2 separate regions of the Mus musculus genome follow, and region 2 is linked to region 1. The links are chromatin contacts, called in public HiChIP or PLAC-seq maps. All regions are on one chromosome and are shown on one strand. The core of a region is the stretch at or near the end of the contact, and the rest is flanking DNA. Distances in the headings are between cores, read along the strand shown.

Region 1 (6,067 bases), core at 2,075-4,574:
TTTTCTTTATATAGGTCCGAATGCTTGCAAACCTAAATCACTCCCCCGCCCCCGTGGCCGTACTTTTCACTGTGAACTACACAATGCCCTTTTAGTCTCTCAGCTACGTGTGACCTCCACTTCTCCCACAGCGAAAAATCTCCTTTCTGTTTCTCAGACTCGCCATGCTCTTGCCTCAGGGCCTCTCCGGGTGCTCCTACCTCTGCCCTGCTCACCTGGGTCACACAGGCTGCCCTGCCTCACCGTGAACCTTTTGCAGTTGAACCTGTGTGCCTGCCTCCTCGTGTGTCTTAGACAAAGGCAGCAGAGAGCAAGCGCTCTGTGCATGGGCTGCTGGAGCCTCTGTTCAGATCCCAGCTGTACTGCCTGTGTCGATTGTGGGACCGTAGGCAGGAGACTTCCTCTTTCTGTCCTCCGTTTCCCATCTGTAAAAGAGAGATAAGCACAGAGTTGCTAAGCAGTGAATTAACTAATACATGAAAGTCCCCTCTGCACAGAGTGACCCACGGCGCGCCCTGAGCAGATGGTAATTGCTATTACTGTCATCATTAATAAGATTATTATTGTTAGCCCAGATTGGGGAGTCACTGACGATGGAAGAGGCAGACAAATCAACTTCTGGAAAAGGGGAAACGGAGTCTTCAGCTGGCCAGTGGGGGGCGTGTAAGCTGTGCACTGAGGTCCCTGCTGGGCGTGAGGGGCTTCTTCTGGTGACATAGCAAGCACAGGTTGTTCCCTCCTCTTAGCATTGAAGTGTGCAGGTGTGGGAAGCCCCTCTTTGTGCCCCTCCATGGGCTTAGAGAGACGTGCAGTGGATAGAGTAGTGTTTTCCTACTGGGCACGGTAATCCCACGCCTCATAAATCTTGTGGCTAGCAGAGCAGCTCCATGATCCTGTTCTGTGTTCTCCAGTAGTCCCCAGTCAGTCTCTGACAGAAAGCCACTTCTTTTTTGAAGCAGACAGAGAAGCCATAGCTTATGTCTAACCAGAGACAAACGAGGTCACTTTATAGAGTGTCGTGGAACCCAGTCAGTGTATCCCTGTGGACACGCACAGTGCCTCTCCTCAGACTCACATACAGGAGCATGTGGAACCTAGCGCTCTGCTCTATAGAGCCTCACGGATTCCTTAGGATGCCCTCATTCTTTCCCCTTTGCTCCAGGCTCCGCACATCAGTTCATCTGCTGGCCTCAAGCCGGAGCATTCACACGTCATCCCTGAGAGGCATGGATCTGCTCTTGGGCTCCATTGGCTCTATTCACCCTGTTTCCTGTTCCTAAATCAAGGCTGAAACTACATAGAACAAAGCTGCCCTGTAACCCAGAGGGACCACCCAATGTAGTCACAGTAGGCAGATTTCTCATTAAAGTCAAGAAGCTATGGGAAAGACCCTGTCAGCCAGTACCATCATAGACTCTTCCAGAATGTCCCAATACAAGAATGTAGGGGTTAGGGGGTGAATGCTGATCTCCAGAAAAGCTGGCTGCAGGCTGTGTCAAATTTAGACAGCAAGGTATGACACGCGGGTTATCTAGCCAGACTTCCAACTTTGCTTTCATCCACAGGTGCAGTGATAAGATGCTGGGGTGGGCACTAGGTTGCCATTTGGGCTTTAGTCTCTGTAAGGCCAGTGTTCTAGGTAATCTATGGCATGTCTCTGTCTTTCGTTTCCTCTTAAATTTCTACTGGAAAGAAGAAAGAACTCTGTGTAGTCACAGTCCACAAAGGACTCACATATAAAGGACATAGGATAGTTGAGATAATTTGGACACTTGTAACCATTCCACAGCTAGGTCCAGTGCTTACACAATGTGTCCTGGGAGCTTCCCTCTGCAAACAGAAATTTAAGGGGCCAGCCAGAGGGAAAAAAACACTGGACTGTCGGTAGTGATTATCTCTGTTGGTGACTGCTGAAAATTTTTATATCTGATTGTATTCCTTAATACCAAGCAGAGTTCTTTTGTGTTTTGAAAGAAAGATTTGCATTTAAAAATAAAGGCCAGGGCCTGGACACGTAGCTCAGTTGATAGACTGACTGCTTGCATAGCTTATGGCCCTGAGTTTGTTCAGCAGCTGCCATAAACCAGGCCCACGTCTGTGAAGCCAGCACCCAGGAGATGGAGGCAAGAGCGTCAGAAGTTCAAGGTCTTTCTTGGCCACATAGGGAGTTCAAGGTTGGCATGGTTACATGATACCCTATCTCAGAAAAACCCAAAAATGAGTAAAGGCTAGATTCCTGAATGTTTCTCATCCTGATCTGAACAAAGAAGACACAAACAGCCATTAGGAGCTAAATATATAGGTCTTAAGGAATATCTTTATTTTATGATTTATTTGTATTCATTAAACATTAACAAGACTGCAAGCTTGCCTATGGATCTGGGATGGCTGAGCGGAGGTTTGAAAGACGGTCAGCTGTGAATAATTTATTCTGAAAATCACAGAAAATAAAGTAGCACTTGGGAGGAGGAGATTTTGCACTGATATGTTTGGATTTATACAGTACATGCTGTCTAATCCTGGGAGAGTTCCTTTCATATCTCTCTCTGTGCCTTCGTTTCCCCATATGTAAGAGAAAAGTGAACTAGCCTCAGTTATTATGAGAATAAAAAGCTTAACAACAATCTTGAATTCAAGAATAAGGCCAGGGCCAGGCGGTGGTGGCTCGTGCCTTTAATCCCAGCACTTGGGAGGCAGAGACAGGCCGATTTCTGAGTTCAAGACCAGCTTGGTCTACAAAGTGAGTTTCAGGACAGCCAGCCAGGGCTATACAGAGAAACCCTGTTTCAAAAAACCAAAAAAAAAAAAAAAAAAAAAAAGAAAGAAAAGAAAAAGCATAAGGCCAGATGCCTTAGATGCCTTATTATGCCATAAACTCAGGCCACGTCCCCGTTTGCCTGGAGATGCTTAGGCTTCGGACGTGCTCTATGGCCTCACATCAGAAGTAGCAGTAGCAACAGCAGCATTGAGATAATAAATTGGTGACGGTGCCTCGACTTCTAACCACATCTGAGTCACCACGCTGGCTTCTTAATTAGGTCGCCCACTTGCGCCTTGTCTGACTCATAGCCGTCCATATAACTTGCCTTCTCTTTACACATTGGGGTGCTTAGGTTCAGAAGGGTCACACCCTGCCCAAGATCACACAGCTTGTCACACATTCACGCTCATTCCAAAGCCCATGCTTGGACGCACTTGCCTGTCACGCTTACATTTTACATCTGCCTGCAGGTGTCTAAAGCACACACTTGCCTTGCTTTTGCTACCTCGAAGGTCTGGGTGGGGTGTTTTAGTGCCCTTCAAAAATATATCAGAATGTGTCCAGCTGTTTCCCCATGTGTTGGAGGAAGGAGAAGTATCCGAGGTAGCAGAGAGCTGGAGTTCCTTGCTGTTACATATTGATAGCAGAAGGCTTTTTATTTAAAGGAAATTGAGACCAATTATATGGCTTGCAATTAAACTCAGAAAGGGAATTGAAAGATGGAGAATTAATTTCCTGTTTGTTTGTGATACAGTATCTAGGCAAACAGTTAATCAGCACTTGTATCAACACCCACCCCATAGGGCTCAGCCCTGTAAGTGCAGCCTCCTCTGCCTCCCCCGAGAACACTGGTCCATCTTACACAGTTAGCACTGCCTTGCTCGGCCTTGCTCTGTGCCAGGTGCTTGACAAATGCAGATTCCTAAGTCACCGTGCACAGATGCTCGGCTAGGGCCTGGGGGGTTGTGATGTCACAGAAATCATTACATCCTAAGAGCAGCAGCAGCAACACATAGCAGACACGTGTGGTCAGACTTACACAAAGAGCAGCTTCAGGTGTGATGGGCAGTAGTAGGCAGAGGCCAAGGTTGGCCCTGAGAGACCATGCTGGGCCTCCACTTTTATAACCAAATGAAGGACACGGAGGGCAAATGCCAAGTCCTGTGGAGCAAAACAGGCAGATTTGAGATTTCGCACAGGAGAGGTGATAAGACCTAGCAGTCTGCTTTGGAGGGAGAGAGAGGGAAGGATGGGGGAGGGAGCCCTGTCTTCAGATGCCCTGGTCACCATGGGGGAGAGGTTAAGTTCAAAGGTGCACTGTACAATTCTGGAGGCCTTCTATTCGCCTGTCCCTCTTGACTATGTCAAAGCCAGGGAGTCTGACTTGCAGGGGTGGTGGCTAAGGCTACTATGAACAGGAGCTGGTGTCTCGCTGCTTCTAAGAAGGCCAGAGGTATGAGGTCTGGAATTTCCTGTCAATACAGCCTTCATCTTCACATCCAGCATCCTGTGTCTCAGGCCAGAATGAAAATAACAAGGAGCCAGGAAGGGTCCCCAACCGTGCTGCAGACATGAGCCAACCCAGCCAGGAAGGGTCTCCAGCCATCCTGCGGACATGAGCCTACATCCAGCCAGGCTTGCCACAGGTCCACGGGGCTTTCTGGGCTTAGAGCCTGTAGATAATTCCCTTTTCTCAGTTCCCATCCCAAGTTCTATAAGCTCTGCCACCCCCTGCAGGTGGGTGTAAGCTGAGGTTGGGCACTTTGCCAGGACAGCAGCTGAGGCACAGAGTTCTGCCATATTTCCGTCACAGTGAGGCAGTTGGAGGCTGTGAAAGGAGGTACTTTGTGGTGGCAGGGACTTTTGTACCACCCTTGCCCCACCCCACAGTCTTCTCGCCTCCTTTGGGTCTTTGCTTGGTGAACTGTTTTAGGACCACTTTCTGCCAAAAGATGTTTCCTTTCCCAGCCTCCACCCACATTGGTTGATAGGATAACCATGGCTCGGCTTCCTGCAAGCCCACGTACTATGTTCATTTAGCTCACTGCAGAGCATGGAGACAGGCGGCAAATGGCAATCACAAGCATGTGAGTCGTGTAAGGAAAAGTGTAGGGCACAATAGGATAAGAGTGGAGTCCTCTAAGCAGAGGTTTGCAGTTTCAATCTGGAGGTGGGCAGGAGTCTGTGAAGAGGGAAGCGGCTGCTAGGTAGAGGGAACAGCAAGGTGAGGGAACCCCCATTGGAAGAGAGGAAGTGTGGGGATGCCTGCCTGTAGTGCCCACCTGGGTCAGGTGGGGGCTGGTCCTAGATACAGCGTACGATCCTGACCTACATCTCTAGGGTACTGGGAGGTCAGGAGTGGCCCAGAAGACATTTGGAAGGAAGAAGCAGATGCGCCTGAGCCAGGTGAGACCAGAAGGCATTACAGGGCTCTGGTGAGCTGTTTTGGTCTCACCACAAGCCTGCAAGGCCTTTCTGTAAGCCTGAGTTGGAGCTGAGGTTTCTCTCCAGCCCCCTCTACCACTCTGTTACTGCTCATTGCCCTCTACCGAAAGTCTGAGTGCTTAGACCATGCTAGGCACCTGTGATCGTTTGCATATGCTTGGCCCAGGGAGTGGCCCTATTAGAAAGTGTGGTCCTGTTGGAATAGGTATGGCCTTGTTGAAGTAGGTGTGTCACTGTGGGCGTGGGCTTAAGACCCTCACCCTAGCTGCCTGAAAGTCAGTGTTCTGCTAGCAGTCTCCAGATGAAGATATAGAACTCTCAGTTCCTCCTGCGCCACGCCTGCCTGGAAGGTCTCATCTTGATGATAATGGACTGAACCTCTCAACCTGTGAGCCAGGCCCGATTAAATGTTGTTCTTATAAGAGTTGCCTTGGTCATGGTGTCTGTTCACAGCAGTAAAACCCCAATTAAGACAGCACCCTGAGTGGTGCTTCTTGTGACTCACCCCCTGTGCCTCTCACTGCTGCTGATTAGGAGCTTCTGTGGCTACGCTATGCTGTGGTATCATTGCACCACTCCTGGGGACTGTCAGCTCTGGAGTCTGAAATGCATTGTTCTCTGAATTTTAATCAAAGCACTTGATCTCCTGTTCTTCCAGTGTCAAGACTCCAGCATCCCAGATCATCCACCCCGTTGACTAGACAGAAACTTCTACCTGTGCTCCATCAGCCCTGGCTTCTCTCAGGATGCTCTTGTCTGACTTTGTCCCACCACAAGTGGGCCCAGTGGATCTCAGTGCACATGGATGGGAGGCTGTGCCTGTTACAGTGCTTGGATGAGGGATGCTTGCATTTTACACAA
Region 2 (6,760 bases), core at 748-3,247, 170 kb before region 1:
GACTGATGACAGTCCCCTTTGTCCCTGATGAAATTGCCAGAGAGCAAAGCCAATCAAAGGTAAAACTCTGCAGGTGGTGACATGTGACAAGTGGGGATCAATACTTAGCTGGGTTTTTGTCCTTGGATGCTGTAATCTCACATTTTTGCTGAGCACACAGCTTCATGGTTGATGTTTAGGGTAACCACCTAATTTTGATGAATAGAAAAGATGATAATCAGGCAGAAAAAACTATAATAAATCAGAGATTAAAAGACAATTAGTGTGTGTGTGTGTGTGTGTGTGTGTGTGTGTGTGTGTGTGTGTGTGTGTGTGTGTGTGTTAGCGTTTCTGCTAAGCATGAGTGGAAAGTCCTGGCTCCAACCTAATCCATCCAAACCCAAGAACTTCCATGTCTGCTTTAGCCACTCTCTGGGAGGGCAAAATTATTCCTCAGTCTCTTTATTTGGTGTGGTGTTCAGAGACAGGATTTGTTCTTGGAACTAGGCTGGCCTCAATCTTGCCATTCTCCTGCCTCCTACTCTTGAGTGTTGGAATTACGTCACAGGTGCCACGCCCATGTAAAAGTACGAAGCCTATGTCCTCAGAACAACCAGCCAAAGTTTTTCCTCCATTTTGTTTTGTGATGATGGGAACCAAACCAGGGCCTTGTGAATGGCAGCCCAGTGTTCTACCACTGAGACCCAGCCCCAGCTCTTCTCTTTGTTTTTTGTTTTTTTTTTTTTTTTTGGGGGGGGGTGGGTAGGAGGAAGAGTATAACCTCTTTCCCTCAGGGCCAGAGAGTCCAGGTGTTCTTGGGGAAAATGTGAGGAAGCTGTAGGCAAAGGGATAAATGCTAGTGTTCTTCATTTTCTTTCACAAGCACACTTATTTTGTAGTGTGTGCATTGCACACACGTGTGCAAGTGTGTGTGTGTCCAAATATGTTTATTTGAATATATTAATGATCGACCTACAGAAATGCAAGTGTCATTGTTTGCCCTCACTGAAAACCTGCATGGGACTAGATCCTCATTCTTCACAGAAATAAACTGAGGCTAGGAGTGGAGCTATCCACTGTTCAAGCTCAGAAGCAGATCAATAGCCTAACTGGGAGAGTAAGTCCGGTCTCTGATGTTCAGTTCTGATTTGTATCACAGTGGCTTTCCAGAGCAACTGGAATGGAGCCAGAGGGCTCCCTGCCCCTGCCTTCAACTTGGATATAAGTGGGTTAATATTGTAGGTTGACATAAACTTGGCTATAACTGGGTTAATGCTGTAGGTTGGCATCAACTTGGGTATAAATGGGTTAATACTGTAGCTTGCTTCCCAGGCCATTGGGTTGAGCCTAAGGGAGTCTCCAGGGACTCTGCTTACAAAGGCAAGAATATTCATTTTATCTCTGATACATGGCAGCCCCTATCCAGATTCCAGACTCGTCATCTGTGAAGCCATGGGCATCCTGGCTCTAAACTGTTTGCTCTCTGCCAACATAGCTTCACATGGCACTTTGGGGTAGTTTTTATTCCTTTTTTTTTTTATTTAAGATTTTATTGGGCAGAATATAAAATTTGAATGTTTTCATAAATGCTTAAGCATCTTTCGGGAGGCTAATTTATAGGATTTAAATGCAGTTGATTCCTCAGTGGTGGGGGCTTGAGGTTGAAGAACAGGAAACTGCTTGCTCTCGTTGCTCAAACTCAACTATAAAAAATTAAACGGCCTCAAAAGTGCAAGCCAGGGAGAATGCCTGTAGGATGTGCATCTGAACATGAGTGATGGCACAGGAGAGAGAGAAACAGGGTGCTTTGTTTTCACTGTATCCCCTCTCTGCTGCTTCCTTCCACTGGAGCCTGGCAGAGAGACCCCGGCCCTCGGAAGTGACCCAGTCTGGCCTTTCAGTGCAAGGCACAATACTAGCACTTCTCAAAGTCACTTTTGCCACAGCTTCCTACCCAGCCCCTCCCTTGGGACTGCACCTCAGGGATGGTGAGGCCCCATGTGAGGAGCGTGCATTGAGCAAGGGTTTGGTTGTGCAACAGCCTGGCTGTCCTCCTGGCACCCTCTCCCACGGAGCTCAGTGCAGCCAAAGTGCGGGGCAAGGTTCCCATTCTTTGGGATTTTTTTTTTTTTTTTGAGCCATATTTTGTTTCTATTTTCTATCTTCACTCGGTTTACTTTTTTTTTTTTTTTCCTTCTCCAAATGATGCCACAGCCTGGCCAGAAGTCCTCCCTCTTCTCTGTTCTCAGACGGAGCCAAGTGTGTATAAATGAGTATAAATTCAGTACCACAGAGGGGCATTTTCTCTCTTCTCCTGTGACATTAGATGCTCGGGCTCTCCCTCCATCCTCCGGTGCTCAGCGAGAATGGTACCCGGGAGATCCTAAACTCCTCTGGCCCAGTTTTTTTTTTTTTTTTTTTTAAAGATTTATTTATTTATTATATGTAAGTACACTGTAGTTGTCTTCAGATACACCAGAAGAGGGCACCAGATCTCATTACGGGTGGTTGTGAGCCACCATGTGGTTGCTGGGATTTGAACTTCAGACCTTCGGAAGAGCAGTCGGGTGCCCTTACCCACTGAGCCATCTCACCAGCCCCAGTTTTTTTTTTTTTTTTTTTTAACTGTACACAGTTGATACCATTCTGACCTTCAGATCAGGAGATTAGAAATCGTGTAGCCACAGAACGAGTGCAGCCACCGACATTTGAATTGTGATTATGCTGTTCCTGGACTCAACTCATGCTTACCACAATCCTGAGACAGCGGAAGTCTGATAGATTCTGTAGTTTGCCCAAGGCACAGCCATCTTGAGCAGCCACAGGCAGATGCAAATGGGCCCATGCTCACACAGTTCTCCTGGTGAGACATAAAAGAGCAATCTTGCTATCTCACAAAGGAGCACACTGACAAAGAGAAATTCAACATGACTTTTTTTTTTCCTTTTCAAAATGGGTGTGCCAAGACTCAAACCAGGCTAGCAACACACACACAACCAAAATGGCCTCCTTTTTTATCCCTGATTAGCTATGACTGAGTCTCAGCTCAGTAGTGAGAGTTGTAACTCTCCTGATATCGGTGAACTGATACAAAGTCCCAGGGAACGGGGACGGTCAGGACATATGGGCCTTGCCAGGCTGACTACGTTTGATAGGAAGGAAAGAAATGTTTCTCATATTCATGGGATAGAAACTCAACTTTACAGATGGTCTAAGACAGAAGATGGTCCTGAATGTGGGCCTTCAGCTTTCCAGCGACAAGAGGATAACATGGAAATGTATATGTGAAAAATCACTGCATCCATTCAGGATAGGTAAGAATAAGCCTCTGAGGTGCCAGTATCTTTGTACAGTAAAGGTAGATCCCTCACTTGTGATGAATCCAATTAAAAGCCCAAGCTAGAGGGAATGGGCCCGAGTTTCACCAGTTAGAATAAGGCCCAGGAAGAGAGACGTCTCCAGGCAGGCACTCCAGCTACTCCTGTTACTAAGCACCGGACTCTGTGTCCCCCCAAACTCACACTGAAACCCTAGACTCCAAAGTGATAATAAGGATGAGCCCTTAGAGGAGTGATCAGAGCCGATGAGGTCATGAGCACCTCCTTCTGATGGGATGGGGATGACATCTATAAGAAGAGTCAGCAGAGGAGCCATTTGTTCTCTGAGGACTCGACCAAAAGGCGGCCAGGTACAAGCCAGAAGCGGGCCCTCCCCTGGAGCCAGACAGGTGACCCTTGTTGTTCTCCAGCCTGCAGAACAGTGAACAAAGAAGGTTCTGTCGTTCAAGCCTCTGCAGGCTGTAGTGTTTCCTTCTGTTGGCTAGAAACAGGCTCATGCACACGGTTCCCCAGTAGTGGTGCCCAGGCATCATGAGCCAGAGAAACCATTCTACCGTCCTGGCACGTGGAATGCCTGAGCCTGTCGCACTGGGCGGTTGCTTGAGAAACCACAGAAAACCTAAACCTTCTGCCACATGATCTTGGCCAGCAGGGCTACACTACTTGGCATGGTGGTACCTTTAGGAGGTAGCACCTACTGAGTCTTTAGGTCAGAAGTAGTATGCCCCCTTAAGGGATAGTGAAACCAGACACCTTTCTCTTTCTCAGGTTTTCTTCTTTGTAATGAGATGAGCAGATTTGCTTCTCTGCCACTTGACTGTGAACGAGAACTTCTAAGACTGGGAGGCATGGCAGCTCCTTTCTCCTTGTCAGCCAGCAATTTCAGACATTTCTCTGTGGATGGAGGCTGACTAATACACACAGGAGAGACAGGGTGACAAAGTAAGACTTTATATATTCTACAAAGATCTACTGAGCCCTGATTAGGAACTAAGTACCTTTCTGGCATCTCTCAGTGGCCAAAGCAGATGATGATTTCTGCCTTCATAATGCTTAGGATCTACATGGATAAAAACTGCTGTCTTAGGCTGGTGGGATAGCTCCGTGGCTAGTTTGATCCCCAGAGCACAATGTGGGCTCCAGTAGTGAAATGGAAGGCAGAGATGGGAAAATCACCTAGAAGCTTACGGTCTAATTAGCCTGGAGAACACAACATGGCAGAAACAAGAAAGACCGTACCTTACCAAGGTGGAGAGAATGGTCTCCCACAAGTTATGACTTCCACAAGCACACTATAGCTGGAGCATGCCAACATTCACACAATAGTAGGAAAAAATAATTTTTAGAAGATTGCTATTTTCGGTTATATTTAGAATATATATTTATACATATATATGTGCATATAACAACAATTGGTGAGTAAGAGGGCATGAACTTGAAAGAGAGCAAGGATGATGTACATATGAGGGCTTAGAGGCAGGAAAGGGAAGGGAGAAATGATGAGTATAATTTCAAAAGTAAAAAAACAAATATTTAGAAAAATTGCTGTTTGAAAAATAATTTCAAGGGTGTTTTCCTAGCTATAAATGTAATATTTGCTTAGCCAATAAAAGTTGCAAAATATAACAAGTGCTTAAAACAGGAACCCCATAGAAAATAATAATTGTCATGCAGAAATAATACATTACTGCTATAATTGTGTTACAACGTTGCAGTTTCTCTTTCCTGATTTCTTCCATTTAGAGTTGTCCCTAACTTTTTCTCATACCCCTAATGTGATTTTTAATGGCTTCATATTGTTCCGGTCTGTAGCAATATCAGTTTCTTGAGCATTCTGGAGATATTTTACCTTTATTGACTTGATTTGTCCTGTGGTAAGCAGTGTCTTGAGGAACAGCTTTGCACACGCCTCTTTGACTGCATCTCTGATCGTGTCCTTATAATACAGTCAGAGAAGTGCAAGCCTCCGTTCACAGGCTCTGCAACTGTTCAAGCTTGAGACAAATATTCCCAGGACATCAGCACCGATGTGCAGCTTCACCTGCACTCGAAGAGACAATGCTCTCTCTCGCCAGGATTCAATGCAAGAGTGCACCTAAGTTTTGCCAATTTGTTAGACTGAAGCCGGGCATTATTACATTTTGAGGTTGGTTCACTCGCCTTGCTTGGTAAGTAATTACCAAGACTTGCTTAAACCCGAATAGTCTAATCCTGGCTTGGAAGTCAGAAGCGCTCAGTGCTCTAACAGAACACACCACGGCTTTACACCTCAGTTTTCTTTCCTGTCTAATGGGGACATTTATTCTGATTTCTTGGGTTATTGAGAAGGTTAAATGCATTTACGTTGTTGAATTTTTAAACACCTTTCCTGCCATAAATGGTAGCTATGATTTACATATGTGACAATTCAAAATGTATCCACACATGGACAGCTCCAGTCTTTGAAAAATAATTCATTTAATCTTCAACAATTTCATATATGTATAGTCAAAATCAGCCCATTTCCTTCTCCTGTGTTCTTCCACTCCTTAGGGAATATTTCTTCCCCACATGCTCTGTCCTTGTTTTTTTTTTTTTTTTTCTTAACCCACTGGGTTTAATTAGAGTTGATTTTATGTGCATGGGTGTGGTCTTATTTTTAGGGCCAAGGGCAACTTTCCAGTGTGGGTTTTTCTTCTGTGGTTCAAGAAAACACAGATATTACTCCAAAACAGGACAAAGAGACACATTGGCCAGGGACAGACCACCAAACACCCAGTGACTAACTGCACCATAGGGTTGCCTGCCATCAGAGATAATTAGCCTGGTGGTGGCTGGGCTCAGCAGGATGGTTTCACTCTAAGCTGTGGGGTCAGGTCAAAGCCATGGGCAGATTTACTGCCAGTGTGCTTTCACATATGTTAATAATCCACTGGCTTAAACAAGTCACAGGACACAGTCCAATGTTACCTGAGGAGTCTCCTCCTACATTGTGTGGGGAGGAGTGGATATTTGCTAAATGATTGGTCACAATGGGTGTCCCCTGCACCTGATAGGGCTATGTAATAAGACAGGTAGACAGAAAGTGTCTTTGTTACATGTTAGGCGTGTGTGTGTGTGTGTGTGTGTGTGTGTGTGTGTGTGTTTGTGTGTGTGTGTATGTTTGTGTTCAGAAATTGGGTTCTTAATTTCTGAGACTCCCCTCAATAAATCCTTGTAAATTTTCTCCTGTTTGAGCCTTAGTAAATACTATTTCCCTTGGGATTGATTTTAAGGCACACCATCTTCAGCCTGACTACAAAATTGGAAACAATACCATCTTCCACAGCCCCAGCCTCACACAGCTCTTCCTGTTTGGGTGTTTTAGCCCTTTCAGGATTGTCTGATGGCTTTATTGCATTTCCTTCCACTACAATAGCAAGCCCCTAATTGTGATCTACCAAGAGGAGGCACAGCTTTCACCG

The links. HiChIP or PLAC-seq counts read pairs in DNA pulled down with a chosen protein or histone mark.
Region 2: a contact with region 1 is called in a RAD21 HiChIP or PLAC-seq map of pro-B cells, with 15 times the contacts expected there. The contact joins two enhancer-like sites. A contact is called at or near these places in 4 of 39 promoter capture datasets (the 3T3-L1 cell line, the C10 cell line, the HPC-7 cell line and 1 more), 1 of 15 datasets of contacts at CTCF or cohesin (pro-B cells), 17 of 484 Hi-C or Micro-C datasets (the C2C12 cell line, CD4 T cells, the HL-1 cell line and 10 more), 3 of 115 datasets of contacts at active chromatin or transcription factors (bone marrow-derived macrophages, double positive thymocytes and large pre-B cells) and 1 of 9 other capture datasets (embryonic stem cells).

The regions. Positions count from the first base shown.
Region 1 is chr2:102,031,633-102,037,699 of GRCm38.p6, reverse strand. The region is part of intron 4 of Ldlrad3 (low density lipoprotein receptor class A domain containing 3); the gene reads left to right. Among named protein-coding and RNA genes, the nearest start is that of Gm39888, 43 kb to the right of the region's middle. Within about 2 kb of position 3,324, at least 72 of the 459 cell types and tissues checked have an H3K27ac peak or open chromatin away from gene starts, as enhancers often do. A contact at or near this core is called in bone marrow-derived macrophages and pro-B cells, where this site is marked.
Region 2 is chr2:102,196,983-102,203,742 of GRCm38.p6, reverse strand. No RefSeq gene overlaps it. Among named protein-coding and RNA genes, the nearest start is that of Ldlrad3, 14 kb to the right of the region's middle. Within about 2 kb of position 1,997, at least 43 of the 459 cell types and tissues checked have an H3K27ac peak or open chromatin away from gene starts, as enhancers often do. A contact at or near this core is called in bone marrow-derived macrophages and pro-B cells, where this site is marked.